Linked DNA regions of Oryzias latipes: region 2 is linked to region 1. Evidence: chromatin contacts called from public Hi-C data. All regions are on one chromosome and are shown on one strand. Each heading gives the region's core, a stretch centred on a gene start, on an enhancer-like site or on the middle of the called end of the contact. The rest is flanking DNA. Distances are from core to core; before and after follow the strand shown.

Evidence for each region. Hi-C and Micro-C count contacts between places; a contact is called where the count stands out from the background.
Region 2: a contact with region 1 is called in a Hi-C map of embryo, with 1.8 times the contacts expected there. The contact joins the enhancer-like site here to the promoter of cdkn1b in region 1. A contact is called at or near these places in 3 of 5 Hi-C or Micro-C datasets (embryo and fibroblasts).

The regions. Positions count from the first base shown.
Region 1 is chr6:11,434,932-11,440,331 of ASM223467v1, forward strand. cdkn1b (cyclin-dependent kinase inhibitor 1B) reads left to right here and starts at 2,686. Exons shown (of 3, transcript XM_011476548.3): 1 at 2,686-3,433; 2 at 3,636-3,764; 3 at 4,555-5,400. The coding sequence starts at 3,007. The coding sequence ends at 3,751. yars2 (tyrosine--tRNA ligase, mitochondrial) reads left to right here. Exons shown (of 5, transcript XM_004069887.3): 5 at 1,369-2,356. The coding sequence ends at 1,528.
Region 2 is chr6:11,508,174-11,513,573 of ASM223467v1, forward strand. All of the region lies in intron 18 of LOC101166715 (potassium voltage-gated channel subfamily KQT member 1-like), which reads right to left. Among protein-coding and RNA genes, the nearest start is that of LOC105354196, 47 kb to the left of the region's middle. Within about 2 kb of position 3,363, at least 2 of the 8 cell types and tissues checked have an H3K27ac peak or open chromatin away from gene starts, as enhancers often do. A contact at or near this core is called in embryo, where this site is marked.

The DNA.
Region 1 (5,400 bases), core at 1,436-3,935:
AGCCACTTTACTGATTCCAGGACGAGTTAAGTCATGTGAAAACAGTCTTCGTCTGGGACCATATTTTTAAAAAAAAGCGGAGTGGATTTTAGACGCACATGTGGCACAAGTTTGACTTTTTTTTCTTAAACTGTGGGATGTACGTTTCAATACAACCTCCATGCAGCTGTGCATAAAGATTTTCCTGAGAAGAGTAGGTGCAAACAGACGTCCCCAAAAAAGAGAAGCCAACATAGTGGAGTGGAAAATCGAAGCGCTTCTCACAGAGGAGAGGAACTAGGAAAGATGTTTGCAGGGAGGCCTTAGTTCAGGCTTTAAAAAACAACTGATGTGTAGCCCGTTGCAGCGGAATATCACATCAACTAGTTTCACAAAGCAGTGAGATGTGAAAGTTGATGCAAAAAGAGGATCTTTGACGACAACCTTTCACAAACGAGAGAATTTGCTGACATTGAAGATGCCATCAATAAACTACGGTGGCCCTGAAGTGTAAATCCCACCAACAAATCACTCAACGGAAAAAGATACTAAAGATCACGATGACAATTAAAAAAGCACAACAAATACTAAAAAAGGATTACATTTTAGAAATCAAAACAAATTCTACAAACTAAAACGTAAAAATAAAAAGGAAATGTTAAAAAAATGAAACAAAATATGGAACCTGAAAAGGTAGGTACTATGGGACATCACCGATTGGACGATGATGTTTGAGTTTTAAAGATGAAAAGCATAAGGATGTTTGGCTCAAAACTGCGGTGGAGTTGATTGAGCAACCACTGAACTTTGACTGTGATCAGAAACTCGAAGACAAATCATCTAATGTAGTTTTTGCATTGACTGATTTGTTGATTGGATTTGCTCATCAGGGTCACTGTAATAAACACACGTAACATAAAAAAATAGCTTTAAAATTCAGCAGTGTCCCTCTTTTATTGGCTTTATAGCTCTTGAGTCAATTGCCTGTAATGTGTTGTAGCCCAACTACTGGATTCCCACTCGATCAAAGCATTAAATCTGTTACCAAATGGGGACAAAAACAATCACATTGGTTTGGTGCACATATGTATATTCATGTTTATGCTAAACTTGTTCTGTGGACTTTTCCATTTGCTTTACCATGAAAGTCTCAAAAAGTTGCTTTTTATTATTATTTTTTTCTTTACATACAAACACCAGCGTTTGTGCAAAGATTTGTGTTCACACATTTCCACCAAACCTTTTTTTCCCCTAGATGTTGTCGGAGGAATCAAATCCACTAAATGTTGAAATACACAAAGATTTCTATCCTGCTGCTTTGGGTTTGGTTGAAAACACTTGAAATGAATGGGATTTGGATCCTGACTGAGCCGTCGTGTTCGCTTGCAGGTACCAGATGGTTTCAGACGGAGCCGTGTGGATCAACCACACACGGGCGGACAAACCGGAGCAGGTTCTCGTCCCCAAACTCCACGTCCTGTCCAACGGACTCACTCTGCTCAGAGTGGGCAAGAGGAACTACTACATCATCAAGTGGCTCGGTCTTTGAGGCTGCACCGCCCACCGCAGTGCCTGTACGCCGTAAAGGACTTACAGGCAAGGTAGGCGACTAAAGCAGACTGTAGCGGACTCATAATGGTGACTCTGTAAGTCCATGTGGCCTTTGTTAAAAATGTAATCGTACAGACAACTTTAGTATTTAAAGGTATTAAAAGATTTGTGCTTCCAGAGTTGTGTGTTAGATGAAGCTCTAGGGGGCGCTGTTGGCTTGACAGTGGTTGAGTGAACACTGCTGCACCTCCTATCCTGCTCTGACCCTTTGAGTAAATAATTGCTCACAGCTAAATTAGATTGCATCATTTCTGTCAAAAGGCTTTTGGTTCTATTTAAAGACGACTGCGCCACTTTCAATTTAAGCATCAAGCTGCCCTCTATTCTCATTTAGGGGTGTTTATTTTTTTTTGCATGTGAATAAAAAGTAAAAACTAAGAAGCTTTATGATAAATCTGGAAAAAAACAGTTGACTTTAGGATAGCAGAAATTTATTTTCATCTTTATATGTTATTACTTCATATATAAATATTTTCAGTCAATAATTCCGATATATGTACAGATTTTGTTACGGTAAGAAAATTTTTTAGAATTAAAATGTTTATTAGGCTTTTACTAAATCAGCTCAGTTTGGGGTCCTCTTACTGGACTTTATCTCCATTTAGGACCACAGGTTCATTTATTAGTGTCCATTGAAAGAATATGATGCAACAATTTCAGTTTTGTTTTGGATTTTACTCCATTTTAATTGTATTTATTAATTTTACTGTACATCCAAAATGTTTAAAATAAATACTGAATATGTGTGTTTTAGAACATATTGGCACTATTTGTATGGTTGCAATCCAATTTTTTTCTTCAAATTTAGATGTCTTAAAATGTTTAATCCATTTTACTTTTTGAAACTTGTACATTAAGTTACATCAAATGTGTGAACTTATTTACTTTGTAAAAAAAATAAAAAAGGTAAGTAATATGTTTAGAACAGCATGCCTTATGCAATTATTCGGTCTACCTTAAATAAAGTGGGCGGGTCTAAAGAGCTCCATCCAATGAGTGCGCTTCTTGGGTTTTAAATGGCTCCGTATGTCAATCATGTGTAACCCTCCTCCCCCTCCCTCCAAAGTCAACCTCCCCTCTCAATCCCCACTACATGTCTCAATCGCCATATTGGGTACCGAGAGGTTCGCCTCCGCTTCCCGCTGTACGGAGCGACGTTGACAGCGAGCTTTGGTTCGTTCTCCCGTCGTTTGGATGATTGGCGTAAGCCGTCTTCGGCTCAGGAAATCGCAGCCGTGTTTGCCTCCAGCTCGACGTGCGCATGGTCGTTTCACGCCTGTTTTGGATCTTTCCCCGTGACTAGGAGGACATACCTTTTTTTTCTTTTCTTTTTTCTTCTTGAGGTGTGTTTTTCGCCTGAAAACTGGACGCTCCCGGCTGCTTGAAATTTTTACCTTTTTTCCGGGGGGCTTAACCATGTCTAACGTTCGACTTTCGAGCGGGAGCCCGACTTTGGAGAGGACGGAGCCCCGGGTGTCGGAACACCCGAAGCCGTCAGCCTGCAGGAGCCTCTTCGGCTCGGTGGACCACGAAGAGTTAAAGAGGGATTTAAATGTACATTTGCGGGAGTTTGAAGAGGCTGCCTCCGCCAAGTGGGGCTTCGACTTCGCGACTGACACACCGCTGCCCAACAGCAGGCTGGAGTGGGAGCTGGTGAACGCCAGAGACCTGCCGAGTTTCTACACCCGCCTGCCGCGGCGAGAACGAGGCGTTTGCCCCGGGAATAACAATGTGGATCTAAACGGGAATCATGACTGTGTCGGGACAGTTCCCAGCCGCTCTGACGCTCAGATGGAGTGCACGGAGCAGTGCGGCGGGCTGAGGAAGAGACCTGCGTGTCACGGTATGACATTAGCATCAAACGACCCGTTGCTGTGTAACAGATCGCCGGGCGGCAGCTTTGTGCTCGCGGTACTGGTATGCGGGATGAGGGGGTCGTAAAGCGGGGGAAACTGCCGTAAAATCCCAGAGAACATTGAGCACCCCGACCATTTTTTTCTCTCTGTAATATATAGTTTATTTTACTCATTTATTTATTTTTGCAGACCCTTCGGCCCCAAGTAAGAAGTCTCACACCAGCCCGGAGGAGGTTAGCTGTCCGAGCCTGAGCCAGTCTGCAGAACACACACCCAGAAAGACCAGCCCCAAGAGACCAACGTGAGCACGGCGACACGGTGAGCGAACCACTTCAATTTAAAAAAAACTGTTAACCTCGAATTTAAAAAAAAAAAAAGATATTAAATTTTACATCATTTTTTTTTTTATTTGTATTGACGCATTCTAGCGCAAAAAAGTGAAGTCTGTTTATTAAACCAAGAGGATTTATATGACACGCCAATAAAGAATTTTTAAAAAAAAAAGTTTTTTCCTCCTTGCGGCCGATGTTCGTCTGCTGAACTGTAAACAACAAGCTGAACAACAGTGTAGTAGTAACACGTCAGCAGCCAGTGGCCTCCGCGCGGACGGGAAGGGGCAGGTCTCTGAGCGCGCGCGCGCAGAAACACACGCAGACATGTACACTCCCTGCTGCAGAGGAGAGTACGAGAGTTCTGCAGGTCTACTATGACCCACAAGAGAGAAGGAGCACAGAAACCTGCTCTAAGCTGTCAGGTGTGAACCTTTAAAGGTTGTGGCAAAAAAAGTCAAGGTTAAATTAGCGGAACTTTGACTTCGATTTATCTTTAAGTAAAAAAAAATCCCATGTTCATTTTCGTCTCTTCTTAGTAAAAATAAAAGTTAACAGAACTGAAAAAATTGCACGTTTTTGTAAATGGTATGCAGCCGAGCTTTATTTGAGTTGATAGTTTTGTTTTGTTTTTGGAAATGACTAGTTTCTTCTTTTTTTTCAGTCATACCTCAGAACACTGTCAATACTTTAGCAGTAGTAGTTGCATCTCCTAAAAGAAAAAAAAGTACTAACCTTTCAACCTCTTTGTTTTTGTCTTTTGTTCTGATCTCCAACAGAGCTCAAGATGTGCCCCTCCCAGTTTTTTTTTCTCTGTACGAGTGTGTTTGCGTATGCGTGCATGTGTTTTTTTTTGTTTTTTTGTTTTTAAGACTGCGTTGATCTTTTTTTTTTTTTTTTAATTATTCTTTCCTTTTTTTGGACGAGGATCTACACAGCATCAGAAACATATCAGCTCTCCTGAGGACGGGGGAGGACGCTGTTGAAGCACTGAAGAGAAACACTAAAGTTTGTGGCACTCATTGAAATGTTACTGCCTCTAACAGCAGTCCATGTAGCAGCGTGCAATTAGGTTTGATTTTTTTCTTTTTTTAACTACCTGTGTGTAAATAATTTAATAAATAAATATATATGTTTTCTATGTAGCACATAAAAACATTGATTTTTTTTTTTTTTTAATCCTTTGTGTAAAAGAGGTGTGAATTTTGATTTGACTTGAAGTGTTCGGTTTGAAACATGTTTCCAAAATGCTGTTCTGTTTGCATTTTATTATTATTATTAATATTTTTGAAAGGCACTGTGGTGTTGACCCAGTCCATAAATGCTACATTTAAAAAAAAAGAAAGAAAATCATGGTTTTAGTTTCTCAACAGTGTGCCTTTATGCCGTCATCTTCCTAACTCAACAGCAAGGAATGGTACAAATGTAGCTCATCTGCCTAATGAACGTGTTTTTCTTTTCTTCCCTTTTTTGTGTTGAGGCCACTTTTTCTTTTTTCTTTTTTTTAAAGATCCACAGGAAATGGCACAGGATGAAATTAAAAATTTCAGCAAGTACCTTTTATTTTCCTTTTTTTTTTTTTAATATTTATTTTAAAATTGGAGTTCTGATGCTTTTATTTTGTA
Region 2 (5,400 bases), core at 2,113-4,612, 74 kb after region 1:
GAAAAAAATAGAAAAACAACATTTAAATATTAAAAACAATAAAAGAATGAAAAAATATTTTTAAATAGATAAAAAATAGAAAAATAAAATAATATCAATCCTTAAAACATACAGTTAAAATATTTTTAAAAATAGGATAAAATAAAATAGATTAAAAGAAAAAAAATGAAAAAACATAAAATTAAATTGAAAACAATTCAAAATTAAAAATGTAAAAAAATAAAAAAATACACAAAGGTAAAGAAACGGAAAAAAATGCAGACAAATTTGACTCTGTGGGTTCTCCACTATTGATATTCTTGGGAAAACATAAAAAAAGAAGACACTGAAATTCCTATTAAAAAATTCCTTTATTATCAACTATAAAACTACTAAAAGAATTTACACAAAATTGAGCAAATTGAACAAACACTTGGTGCTGCAAACACTAAAGTTTCACAGTGACCTCCAGAAACCTTATTGATGCCTGAGGCAAGTGTCTGTGTGAAAGGCGCTGAAAAGCCAATGTCTGAACCAGAAGTGTCTCACACATCTATAGTTTTACCTGTGTCTGCGTTAGTAAATCTTCTTTGCATCATCTCATGATCTATTGGGGTTGCAGCATAACAGTCTTCCATAACTCCAACATTTGCCAAAAATGTATTTGATTGGGTATCAAGAAGAAGGGAAAAACCCTTTTGTAGGTTTGAAATCAGTTCCAGACGTTCAGATCAGATCAAGATAAATGCATCAACCGTAGAGATCCCCTTCAAGTTTTTCTACACACGAACAGTGCCACCATGAGGCTTAAATCTAATGACTCAAACATTACAATTCCACTGGCATTTTCATTAGTCTCTCTCCTTCACAACCATTTCATCATTTTTATAAAAAATGGAATTTGTCCAAAATGTATAAAAGAATAACAATCTGTGCACTGACAGATGCAGAGGCACTAAGATTATACATGGTTTTTTCCAAGTTAAATAAAAAAAAAGCCAATAGTTCTTCTCTGCATATGTTTATTTATATATTTAAAAGACCAAATGTGGAGTTTTATTTAATTTATGATAAATGCATAAAAGCTTGCAACTGAAAACAGCACTCCTCTTTACTTACTTGGTTACAGTCAAAGTGTGAAATGGCCAAATGACCTTCTACATCAATTATCCTAAGCAATAAAATGTGAAAATAGTAATGCTTATGCATGCTAATAATCCCGTCACATTCTCAGGGAGCTCATAACCCCATAGGTCACCGCCATGTCAACATGATTTTCTGCATGGGGTCATATGCGGGACAAACTATATATAAAGGTTGATATGTGTTATTTGCTAAAAAAAAAGATGTTAGGAATATATGACTCAGCATCAAGACAGGGTCATTTTACTGGCTGGACAAAAACTTTTTTTCTGCTACTGTGGCCGCCCAACTTTGTCAGGCCACGCAACCTTTTTTTAACCGACCGACCTGTCCTAGGCTGACGTTTTTTTTAATTTAGCTCCCAGTTTCCCTTAACTTTTGAGGATAAAATGTATCATCATCCTCTGTAAAATAACTGCAGCTGATTTAAACTCTATACGTATACTAGATTTTGTGTAGGAACCTTTAAAATATGATAGAGATTTTCACTTAACCCATACCTGTCAAAGTGGAAGCTATAAAAATCGTGTCCAGACTTCAGTCTTGTCCGACTTTTAAGTTGCGACAGATAAGTATAAAAACAACATTCACTACGTTTCTAAGCAACTTTATTATCTGCGTCCTTGTAAATTTAGACAACTGGTTAGTAAATACTACATTATTATTATGGTGTGCGGAAACAACTGTCACAATAAAGTCCTATCTGGAGTAAAAACTCCTGGTTTTTGTCTGTTAAAAGCAGCTTTCTTTTATTTTGAAGTCGACGACTCTTTTATTTCTGTACTGGCTCTTTCTGCAAAAAGAAACTGTCTAATACGTTTTTTTGTTTTGTTGACTCTGCTAACTTGAGGGTCAAATTTAGCGGTCGCACAGCTGTTTTAGGATTTTCAACACGTGACCGAGCGACTTGACATGCATCAAAAATGAGTCGGATGTGGTGGGGAATATCCATTCGTTTTTTCAAAATAAAACTTCTTTCTGAATCAGATCTCAAATAAAATGATCACAATTATTTTTCTCTGTGGCCCGGTACCAACTGTCCCAGGGACCGGTACCGGTGGTGACTTCTTCAGAAAACGCTCAGGAACAGAAATCAGAATATTTACATTACTTTTACTTTTACACAAGTAAACGGAATGTTTTGAACATTTTCAGGAAATCTTTTAAATATACAACTAAGAATTTTTACTTGCACCTCATATATTTGCCTTTAATCCAAATTTTAGTATTTAAATATATTATATTAAATAAAATATTAAACATATTATAATATTCCCTGAAAAGTGTAAACTTCAATTCCAGAATTTTATCATTTTTGTAGAATTCTGAATTTAATCTCAACAAATCTACCCGAGCCCCAACCACCAACAATATCACCTAAATAATAAACAAACACATATTGCCCATTATATGTTTCCTGAGCACAAATTTGACTTAACAGCAGTGACATTTACACCCACGGCCTCTGGTGTAATTTATACTGCTTGGCATTATTCACAGCTGGTTTATGGTTCCATGCAGTGGATGATTTAACAGCGCTGAAAAAGGAAGGTGGCACCAGGGTTTCTGTGCACTGGATTTTAGAGGGACTACACGTTCCTATAAAACTCAGACCCCTGCTTCATGACCCAATCAAAACCTGCTAAAGTAAGCTCACACCTTCGAGCTCGTTATGAACTGGTCTGTGTGGAAGTATATTAGTGGCGCGACCCAAAGTAGCTCGGATATTGGGCCAAGACAGTAAAACCCGTAGGCAAAAAAATGTGTCCCCCGGCTCGGTGAAAGGGGGGCAATTAAACGGAAAACGTGAAAGGGGCATTTACAACCAATGAGAGGGCTCGTACTGGGAGCTATAGATATGCAGACGGAGGCTGGAGTGAAACCACTGACAAGAGACAGTGGCAGTGTTACATGATTTAGATACTGCCAGTGAGACTGCAGAGCTGTAATCCCCAAAGCACGGAACCAGACATGAAGAAAGAGGGCAAACTTTGGGAACGACAGACCAAGATCCACAGAAAAGGTTTGGGACAGCAGGCAAAAAAAAAAGAGAAAGATAAAAAGAAACAACAACAGGGAGGGATGGAAAGTCAGAGAGACTGGGAGATGGCGGGCAAGCACCCAGACATGCAGGCAGACTGTCCGTCTCTGGTTTGTGGGAATGTGGTAAAGACACAGTTGTAGGCAGAGTCCAGGCCCTGAAATTAGAGAGTGGCGCTTGGAGAGGGGAGGCAAAGCCAAAGGCCGTCTGGGAGCTGCCAGGGGCTTCATCTCCAACGCACAGCCGAAACATGATTTAATGCTGGGCTGCTCTACAAACAGCACACTGCTTCTGCTGCACTATCACTCTCCCAGCGGCACGCCAAGACCCTTTGCAGACTGCGGACTTCAAAAAGCCACCAGGACACCACATCAATGGTGGGAAGTGTTGATGTGAGAGAGCCGCTTTTGCTTGATGCCGAAGAAAGTCTGAGAGAAAAGCCAAAAATAGTGTGTAAAATAACCTCAGAAGGGGTTGTCTGCGGACATGTGGGTGTGACCATGAAGCACTAATAAGAAGGCAAAAAACAATACAACATGTTCATCACACCACAAAATACTCCACTACCTTAACAACCCATGAGAAACTATTTTACAACCATCAATGATGGGATTTTCTTAAGTTTATGACTCTTGACCTTTGTTGCCACTGATGCAGAGTGGGTCATCCTAGTTAAGGTCAATGTGATCCCTTCTTACTAAAGGCCGTGTCACACAGCCACCGCATACATTTTACTCAGACAAGGACAACTAATACCTACATGGATCTAGTCCTCTACAAGTGGATGCATCAGAATGGAGGGGAGCAGGGAGCATCATGGTTTCTACAAAAAAATACAAGCATTTTTTCGTCTGCTCCTGATTCACAACAATTTGAGTAAAGAAATATTCAGATATGGAATTTTAAGCTTAATTTTCTTTATACTCGTCCTCTTTTTATCAGAAAAAAGCAGCAAGAAGATGTTAAAAACACCAAAAAACACCATTTTCATTGGAGTGGGTCTTTAATGAAAAGAATTAATGCTCAGTCTTCAGAAACACAGTCTGGTCACACTGAGTGGCTTCACTGAAGTGCAGTGGTATTGAGATCTGTCTATTCAACCAAACATGTGAGATCAAAAGGTAATCTATAGTAACATGTGTGTTTAAAAAATTAAATGTATTACTGTAGGATTTAGACGGATGGCTTGTTTTTCTAAATTTCATGGTTTAGACTGAGGCAGAGAGGTAGAATAAATTCTGTGTTCGCCCCACGGGGTGTGGCAGTTTCTTCTTCTGAAGGATGTTGGTTCCATTCTTGGCTCAATTGTGTGCCAAAGTGACTGAGCGATAACACTAGCTGTGGTTACATAAAGAACGCCTGATCAGAAGAAAAATGCATCATGTAAACACACCGTTCCGAATACTCTGCCCCGATCAGATTCGTTCGGATCAAAATTTCTTTACGATCGAGATAGTTGGGTTATGCAGATTGTCAATCCGACAGTTTATTCCGATAGTTTGTCACCACTGCTCTGGTTTTACATCATGTGTAGATAGTGTGGCGCTCCAGAGATAGCTTTGGAGCGCGAATGGGACCGGCCAGCGTCTCCGTGCGACCAAACCGTGTATCTAAGAACAGAAGCAGAACTTGTAGCTTTGTGCCTGCAGGCAGGGGAGGGTGCTTTGTCACGGTGCACTCTCCAGAGAAGGCCTCGGACTACAGTCCGTCCGGCTGCTCTGCGTGAGAGAGCTGCCGCACTCTAAGCAGAAGAGCGGCTTTGGGATGGAGTGTGAGCTGGTGGAGGCGGCTTTTGAGTGCAGTAATGCAGCTCTGCATGGTCCTGAGTCCCCATGTAAACAATCACGTGAATTTGTGTTTCCAATCGTGTCCAGAAAAAATAAAGACTGATGTTCTTCCCACATATTTACATGCAGCCAAGATGGACATTGTGACATTGCCTGCAAGAATTTCTTAAGTTCATCCATGGCTAACCCTTCTTGCGGGTCCGTTTGGCCAAAAATGAAACCCTGGCTGCACATATTTAGAAAATTATGAGCAAACAGGCATTTAAAAATAATCATAACAATAATAAAAGTACGATTAGAAAATCGTCTCGCTCGATGCCGCAGCTTTGTTTGTTTACAACTGAACTCACTATTTCTTCTTCTATGGTCGTTTCCGGTATTTTAAAGAGTTCTGCGCGTGTCAAAATGATTTATTGCGACCGAAAAATAAATCATTAAATAAATGTAAAT